Linked DNA regions of Mus musculus: all the other regions are linked to region 1. A link is a contact called in public promoter capture Hi-C data. All regions are on one chromosome and are shown on one strand. The core of a region is the stretch at or near the end of the contact, and the rest is flanking DNA. Distances in the headings are between cores, read along the strand shown.

Region 1 (2,700 bases), core at 167-2,666:
AAAATAAATTCCCTCTCCATTCTGACAACTCACAAAATTGTCTAGCCAGCCCTGTCTTGATCTCCAGAACCACATACATGATGCACAGACACACAACAATTTCTACTATATTTGCACTAGTTTATTCTACATATCCAATATTATTACAGGTCTTCTCTTATGACTTCACTATGCTTCCCCATACATACCTTTCCTCAGCTCATTTAAATGTCATGTCATCCACTTTCAGCATCTTTTAGTAATTTCTCTCACAATCCACACTTATTTATTGGACAGGTGTTGTTGGTTAAGTGTTTCTATAATCTAAGCAATTTCTCTCCATCTCCCATTATTATCTTTTAAATTTCCACCAAATCTTTCCTGTTTGTGTTACTTTAGTAGACTCCAAATAAAGCTCTGCTTATATTCTTGCCATACCCACCAACATACTTCAGTGTGTCTGTGCCCTTTAAACATAAGGCAGGTCACCAAAAACCTGGGATGACTCCAGTTCACTCAAGACTATAAATTACAAGCTCTGACTGCTATTGCTGTTATTATCTATCGGGCCTTTCTGTATTTTCTTAATTTCCTTCAGCCGGAGTGTATTGTGAAACAGTTATCTCCTCCCCACAAATGTGTCCACTTTAAATACAGAATTAAATGCTGAGGTCAAGGCTTTAAGTGAAAAACTAAGCTTACTCAGAAACTTAAAAGTTCATAGGGAGCTGCTATGCAGAATTCTGAGTTAGATTTTAAAGAAGAGAAGCTTCTCAAGTCAAATTGTAGTGGTAAGATTTCTGGGTTTCAGACTGAAATGGCTTCCTCAAATAGCGTTCCTCTCTATGTACTATGTGAAAGATTAAAGAGATCAACCTGTAGTACTCGATATAAACTTATGCACTCTACAAGAGAAACACATATAACCACTCTATGAAAGTGTATTAAGTAAGACTGGTTCTTTCCAATATCTGGCACCTTTGGTTGAATCTCCTTGAAGCAAGTGAACACAACAGAGTGTGCAGTGCTGGCTAAAGGCGCTAGTTCAGTACTGGGCCTGGGAAGTTGGACAACTGAAGGGTGCAGAGTAGTCTGGCCCACCAGAAAGCATCCCACAGAGCCGAGCCTCTCTCTGGTTCAGGGGCCTGGCCTCCCTGGGAGGCTTCTGACAGGAATAGGAGCTCCGTGCGGGCAGGTCACCTCAGCATCTGGGTGGTGGATCCACTAATGGTGGGTGGGTTGGTCTTCTCGGTCGCACCGCGGGTTGTCAGACACGGTAAGGCAGGAACCCAGAGCTCCGCACAACCCGACCCCGCTAGGTGCCCGCCCATCTGCCCCACAGATCGTTGCCCAGGAAACGCCGCTTGCGCACGCTCACGCCATCCTAGCTTTTCAAGTCTCAGGGCGCTTCCAGGGCCGCGGTGACGTGGAGAGCATGGAGGAGGCGGGGCGGGGCGGGGCGGGGCGGGGTTTGGAGTGCGCGTGCGTGCTAAGTGTGCTCCCGGAAGTCGGCCATGGCGTCTCTCCGCGAAGCCACCCTGCGGAAACTGCGCAGATTTTCTGAGCTGAGAGGTACCAAGGCGGAACTGAGTTCTCTGCCCCCCTGCACGGAGAGCGCCTTCCCAAGGACCCCGCGCAGCTTCCTGTCCGATACCCCTTCCTGTCCGCTCCGTCCTGGCCAGGCCAGCCAGACTTTTCCCTTTTTCCCTTTTCCTCCTCTCTGTGCGAGCCTAAACTTAGATGTCAGGAAGGAGCAGTAAGAGAATTACCAACGGGAAGTAACACTGGCTTAACTCAGTGGTAGAAGACCTTTTGCTTAGAGTCTGCAGTAGTCGTTACCTTGTTTCTTTTCTTTTCCCAAGCCCCGCTGCTTAACTCCACTTTATTCCAATGTAAACCCCAATACGGAGGCAATCATGGCTTTAAATTTGATAATGTAAGTTTGGGGTACAGCTGTCTGGTAAAATTGATATTTATGAGTGCCTAAAATGTACGGTCTTATATTTGGATACCAGAATGATTGGAACTATTAAATCCAAGCTAACATGTCTGTCTCTCTCCTCTCCTTCTCCCTCCCCTTCCCCCTCCTTTCCTACCTATTCCTCCTTCTTATCTCAGTCCCTCCCTCCCTCTTTATCTTTCCCCTCCCTCTCATTCTCTCTCAACTTGTTAAAAACCTTATTAATATTTTTGCTGATTAGAGGGTTCCACTGATTCTTGAAAGTGCAATTTGTCATTTAATGAGTTCATTGAGAAGTTTAGTCCTGGGGTTTGTGTTGTATTCTGATTGCTTATATAAAGTGTAGTTTGATCATCGTTAATAAAAATATTAGAAGCTAGGACTGGTGTCGCAAGTCTGTACTGTCATCTACTTGAGACGCTAAGGCAGTAGGAACGAGGTTCAAGACCTACCTGGATTGCACAGACAAATAGACGATGATAATTGATAGACAGATAGATAATAGGTAGATCGATCGGTCGTGTGGTAGATAGATAGAAAATAAATATGAGTTCAGAGCCAATCTGTCAAGTAGTGGAAGAGTCCATGATTCACTGAAGAATGAGTCACCAAAGAATGATGCCCCAGATTCCAACAGTATGTAAACACAAAGAGTATTTATTCTGCAGAAGTCCAGCCTTCTGGGTCTCCCATTGCCAAGATAGAGAGACCCTGAAGTGAACTCGCAGGACCAATTTCAAGCACATTAGAGGAGTTCTGGG
Region 2 (2,700 bases), core at 76-2,575, 2.6 Mb after region 1:
CCTTCTGGAAGCCATAGAACACTGACTGGGACGCCGGTCCAGTTTGACCTGAACCCATACTAACAGCTGACTGTGGTCAACATCGTGGTGAACCCTGCAGCATGAAGAGACTACCAGACTTATCACAACGAGTGCCTCCATTTCTGGGGTTCTGTCTGTTTGTTGTATGTGTTCAATAGCGTGTACGTCCCCCTTGAGTGTTCTGTTTTAATGAGATATATCACGACTATGTCTATGGCTGTGGTTGGTTTGGGCTGAATTGCACAATCTCAGATTTCTCAGGACAGAGAGTAAACAGTGTTTTAAAAGTCTCTGCTAGCTGACATTTGGGCCAGATCCTGTGCCCCAATTTAGCACATAAAATAATGAAGCTCTTCATTAAACAGAGTTTTAAATAGTGACTCATGTTTGCTGTCATACAAGCATACTTTCTTGGATGTTTCTGATGGCAAACCTGTGGGGCTACAGTTTTCACCTGGCTCCCTGTGACCACTGGCTGATAGAATATGTGATGTTTGTCTGAATTCCAAGTCTGCCTCACTCCAGCAGGGAGGGCCAGAGGGCCTTACAGGTGGGGGTCGGAGCAGTACCAGGGCACCTGTGCCTCTTGGCATAGTGTTCTCTATTGTAGAGAGCTTCTGTTTCTAAGGCTGCTACAAACATTGCAGGCCCTATTTCAAACAAAGCAGACATGTATTAGATAACACAGCAAGCCAATAAACCTGGGAAAATGGGGACTTTCTTCAGGATGGCATGCAGGGACTCTCAGGCATATTTCATCTCTGAACCCCCAGTCTTACTTTCTTCCCACCAGCTTGACAGAGAACACTAGCAGTTCCTCCCATCTGCTGTGAGAGGAACGGCCGAGCCTTCGGTAAGGGGATGAGGACTTTATTAGCTATCACAGCAGTTACTTGTTCACCATGGCCTTTATCTCAGCATTATTACACTGTAATTAAGAAGAGAGAGATGAGCAAGCCTCTCTGGGCTGCCGCCAGCTCCAGGGCAAACCTTTTCTTGCTCCGGTCCTCCAGAAAAGCAAGCTCTCAGGCAGGCACAGCCCACAGTCACCTGGGGGATCTTTTAAAGACCGACCTACCTTCCTTCCTTCCTTCCTTCCTTCCTCCCTTCCTTCCTTCCTTCCTTCCTTCCTTCCTTCCTTCCTTTCTTTCTCTTTCTCTCTCTTTCTTTTTTCTCTCTCTCTCTATCTCTCTCTCCCTCTCTCTCCCTTCCTCCCTTCCTTCCTTCCTTCCTTCCTTTTTTTTTTCTTTTTTAATAATGAGAATTTTCAAACTTCCAACAAAGCTGGGAGCATTTTTATGGTGAGCATTGTGTATCTGTCAACTAAGTTCTGTGGTTAGCATTTTGCCAGGTCTTGTTTTCTCACAGCTCTGTCTATCAGACCCCCATTTTTTTCTATACATTTCAAGATGCATTGCAAATTACTGCCCCCTTTTCTTGGGGAATCTTCTAAACTTTCAAGTCTTCCAGTGTCAGCTGTAGACATTCATAGATATTTTTTTCTGGTCTGGGATTTTTCCCCCATCCTAAGTCTCTTCGTTCACTGCAGTAACCGTGCTGATGGAGCCCCTGCCAACCAAGATTGTGCCAGTTCCACAGTAAAGAGAAAACCCAGGCAGCCAAATACTGACTGAACAGAGCTCTAGAAGTAGTTTATGGCTGCGAATCATTAGTGGAGTGCCTGCCTGGAATGCCATGGTGAGATCACATGACCAGACAGGACTTCTCACCTCATGACCATGTCATGAAATAGAAAATGAGTGAGCCAGCATTGCAGTCACCTTCAGGGCACACATCCCAAAGACCTCAAGTCTACTGCTAAGTCCCACCTCTTAAACTCCCTACTACCTTCCACAGTGCCAGGCTGACGGCTCAAGCCTTCACCTCATGAATGAGCCTTTAGAGAATATTCCAGACCTAACTTTTAACATGTCAGGATTAGAATCCTTCCATGGACGGGAGCACAGTGAAAGGAAGGCTAGGTGACTATGGTGTAACACACCCAAAGTAGGGACCCCTTTGTGGAATCCAGTTAAGGAACCAGGCCATGGAGGTAAAGGGACCCTTAGCGCGTTATAGAGGTCAGAGCTGTCTGATTTACTTAGCTTGTGTGATCACGTCAACAACTTAATTAGAGCCAGGATGTAGGAACTTTGTGACCTCAGAAAAGAGATCAGTCAATGCTCTCCCAACCACTTAGCAGGTCCAAAGCAACGAGTCCTTGTGCTGTGTACAGGACTGCCTCACGGAACGCTCATCACCCAGTCATTGGCCCAGCAGTTGCCCGGTACCTCCTAGATTCTAGGCCCTGATAATAAGGAAGCAGGCCTGTTACTCTCTGGGTCTCAGCCCAATCTAAAGTCTTACATGACCCACAGCTGACCCTGTCACTGGCATGTTTCACCCAAATGCCTGTCAGAGGCTTTCAGAGCTTGTAGAAATGTTGACTAGCGTAAATAGATAATTTCTTAGTCACTCCAGGCTGCAGAGCATTGAACACATTGACCCTCAGCTTAGCAAAGCCTCATGGTGGCTGTAGGAGGTGACAAGTGACTTGTGGGCCCTGGGTGGCTCAGACTCACAGTTAAGAAGCAAAATAGCTTTTCTCTGAAAGGAGTCATTCAGTCACAAAAACATGAACTCTGGGCTGAGACCACTTCCATTTAAAGAGAAGGATTT
Region 3 (2,700 bases), core at 120-2,619, 2.9 Mb after region 1:
CCCTCTGTATGAATAAATATATTTTTTCAGTATCTATGCACTAGATAAGTGTGCTTGCTGTATTATGGTAGACTTGATAAACCTTGATTGAGTCGGTAATCTTTCGGTCCTGAAGGAAGTTTCCAGTATAGTCAAAGCTGGCTTTAAAAACCTGCTCATGTCTAGCAACTACAACAGAGCCATAAGGGTTTATTTTACCTTACAGGCAAATTCCATAACATACTTTTTTTTTTGAGACAGGTCCCTCTTGGCCGTTTTGACTGGCCTCAAACTCAAGAGACCTGCCAGGCTCTGTCTCTCGAGTGCTGGGACTAAAGTCGAGCACCACCCCACCCGGCAAGGCAACATTATACATTTTTAAGCTACAAAGAAGTCGGGGGCGGGGGCTACTTGAAGACATTGACGTTCAGGTTATTGGGGGGGGGGTGTCAAATGCAAGGACTCTTATCTATCCAACCCTTTTCATCTGGGAAAATGGTTGCCATTCGAGGCAACAGTACGTCCCTACGTAGCACAAAGAGGTTGGAGGCTTCGACTTGGGAAGAGAGAGGCAGATTCAAACTCAAGGCTGGGGAAGAAAGGGCCCGGGGCCATTTGGAGCTGGGGAAAGGATTGGTGGATCGCACGCAGATCCCGCCCCGGGGAGAGCCTCGCTGGTGAACGCCGCGGGGAACGTTAGGCTAATTACGGCGAGGGTGGAGAGCTCGGCGGCGCGGGAAGCGGCGGGGACCGCTAGCCAGGCAGCCGGCCCTCCCTGGCTTGCCCTCGCCGTGACCTGAGCGCCCAGAACCTTCCACGCGCCTGGGTCGGGCGGAACCGGAGCCGAGGGAGCCGGGGCAGGCAGGGCGCACGGGGCGGCGAGGCCGCGCGCGCGGGGCGGAAGTGGAGGCCACGCTCGGGGAGAGCGCGTGGGAGGGGGGGGCGCTTCAGACCACGACAACGGGCTCGGCCTCGAGCCGCTGGGACCCCTCGTGAGAAGACGCCATCTCCTCGGGCGGCAGCCGCGAGTGCGAGCAGGGCCGGACCTGCCCCGCCGGCGGCTCTCGGGGGTCGGGGAGGGGAAGCCGCCGCGCGGTCGGTCCACGCTTACCTGCCGCGCTCTCTGCAGGGCATCTTTGAAAGCGTCGTTAACGACTCCGCCGCCGCCGCCGCCAGCCGAGCCAGACGACGGCGGAGGCACTGTGGAGTAGTCGGCCATACCCACGCTACAGCACACGCTGCCGTTTCCTCGCGGAGGGAGGCGCCGCTCTCGGTTAACTGCTAAGAAAGGAAGAAGATGGCGGCCGTCGAGGCTCTATCACATTCTTGCACGACCATCGTGCCGTAAAGGGGCGGAGACTGGCAGACGGAAATCCCGCGATGTTTCAGCGCTGACGCGCGATTGGCGGGGGGTGAAGAGGGGGTGGAGGGTACAGAGAAGGGACGCCGGGCGAAGAATATCGCGAGACTTGACCGGGCTCCCACGAGAGTAGGGTCTCTCTGGGCGCCTCCTCGCAGCGCGAGTGCGGGCCATTGTTCCCTCGCCTCGGCGGCTGAGGCAGTGGCGCCCGGGAAGTGTGCCGCCCGCGCTTGTAGGGGACTTGGAAAGGCCGTCGCGGATCAGGGAGCTAGCTAGTGTCCTTCCGTGTTTCCGTAGTAAGGGGCCTGACGTCGTCGGGCGGGGACGTCACGCAACAGTGTCGCGCGGCCGCACAGCCCGAGGGCCGCGCGCACGGGGCGTGCGGGGCGTCCGCGGCGACGCTGCGGAACCGTCTGCGGCCCGGCGGCGGGAGCCCACCATGCTCCGGGGCGCCGAGCTGCCTCTGCCCATGTCTCCACCCGGGCCGGTCACAAGCGGGGAGGAACTCAGACCACCGGGCCCTTAGTTCTCGAGCCGATTGCCTACTGAGTCTCTTATGTAAAATAGTGTGGGCGAGCGGATGGTGAAAGTATGACCGCCCTTTGTCCTTTAAAAACGTGAGTGTTGCACATCCAGTATGTAGACACCTAGCGTTGCGTGTCTTTGGCCAGTCTTACCATGTGCCCCTTATGTCACGAACGTGTCATGCTCCTGACACAAACCGGCTTTACTGCGTTTTCCCCACCCCCCCCCCCGCGCCCCTGCGGGTAGTCAGATCAATGTCATGGTCTGAATTTTCATTTCTGGACTAGTTGGCTTTGCAGGCAGTTTCTAATATTTGTCATATATGCCAATAACCACGTTTCTCCAGACCATTCCTGAGCGTGTCTTAGCCATGCTAGCCTAATGCTGGCAATTACTACGGTGAATGAGGGTTCTTGGGCCTTTATTCTGTTTATACTTAGTATGCCACAATGATCCCTGCTCTCAGTTTAGCTAAGAAAAAGGCAAAATGGACTGTCTAATGTATGACGTTTCCCCCCTCTCAGTCTAAGAAGCATTTTTCTTAACACCAATCTTAGAATGAGAGAAATATGTTCCCTTGGCTTTCCGATAGCCGGAAACTATGTGTCCAGTACCCACTATCAGTTACTAAGTCAGGTGCTGGCAGATACAAACAGCATGATTTTCTTAAAACCAGCTCTGTCTTAGCCATTTGATAGCTCAGTTTGACCTGTTTAACCTGTTCATGGATGTCTAGGAATGTCCGTGGATTTAGAAAAACAGTAAAGGTATTGGGCTACAGATTTAATCATAGCAATATGTAGGAAAACTAGCTAATGAGAGTATTTCAGTCGCGT

Evidence for each region. Promoter capture Hi-C pulls out the DNA fragments that hold promoters and counts their contacts. Capture Hi-C pulls out chosen DNA fragments and counts their contacts.
Region 2: a contact with region 1 is called in a promoter capture Hi-C map of liver, with 4 times the contacts expected there. The contact joins the promoter of 3110067G11Rik here to the promoter of Lrriq3 in region 1. A contact is called at or near these places in 3 of 39 promoter capture datasets (the C10 cell line and liver) and 2 of 9 other capture datasets (adipose tissue and liver).
Region 3: a contact with region 1 is called in a promoter capture Hi-C map of pre-B cells, with 2.2 times the contacts expected there. The contact joins the promoter of Fubp1 here to the promoter of Lrriq3 in region 1. A contact is called at or near these places in 2 of 39 promoter capture datasets (liver and pre-B cells), 2 of 115 datasets of contacts at active chromatin or transcription factors (astrocytes and thymic regulatory T cells) and 1 of 9 other capture datasets (adipose tissue).

Annotation. Positions count from the first base shown.
Region 1 is chr3:155,092,150-155,094,849 of GRCm38.p6, reverse strand. Lrriq3 (leucine-rich repeats and IQ motif containing 3) reads right to left here and starts at 1,416. Exons shown (of 8, transcript NM_028938.2): 1 at 1,180-1,416. Fpgt (fucose-1-phosphate guanylyltransferase) reads left to right here and starts at 1,472. Exons shown (of 4, transcript NM_029330.2): 1 at 1,472-1,551. The coding sequence starts at 1,494.
Region 2 is chr3:152,488,192-152,490,891 of GRCm38.p6, reverse strand. It overlaps 3110067G11Rik (RIKEN cDNA 3110067G11 gene), which reads left to right and starts at 1,325. Exons shown (of 1, transcript NR_165813.1): 1 at 1,325-2,700. The region is part of intron 10 of Ak5 (adenylate kinase 5); the gene reads left to right.
Region 3 is chr3:152,209,091-152,211,790 of GRCm38.p6, reverse strand. Fubp1 (far upstream element (FUSE) binding protein 1) reads right to left here and starts at 1,369. Exons shown (of 20, transcript NM_057172.4): 1 at 1,091-1,369. The coding sequence starts at 1,198. It also overlaps a transcript of Dnajb4 not described here.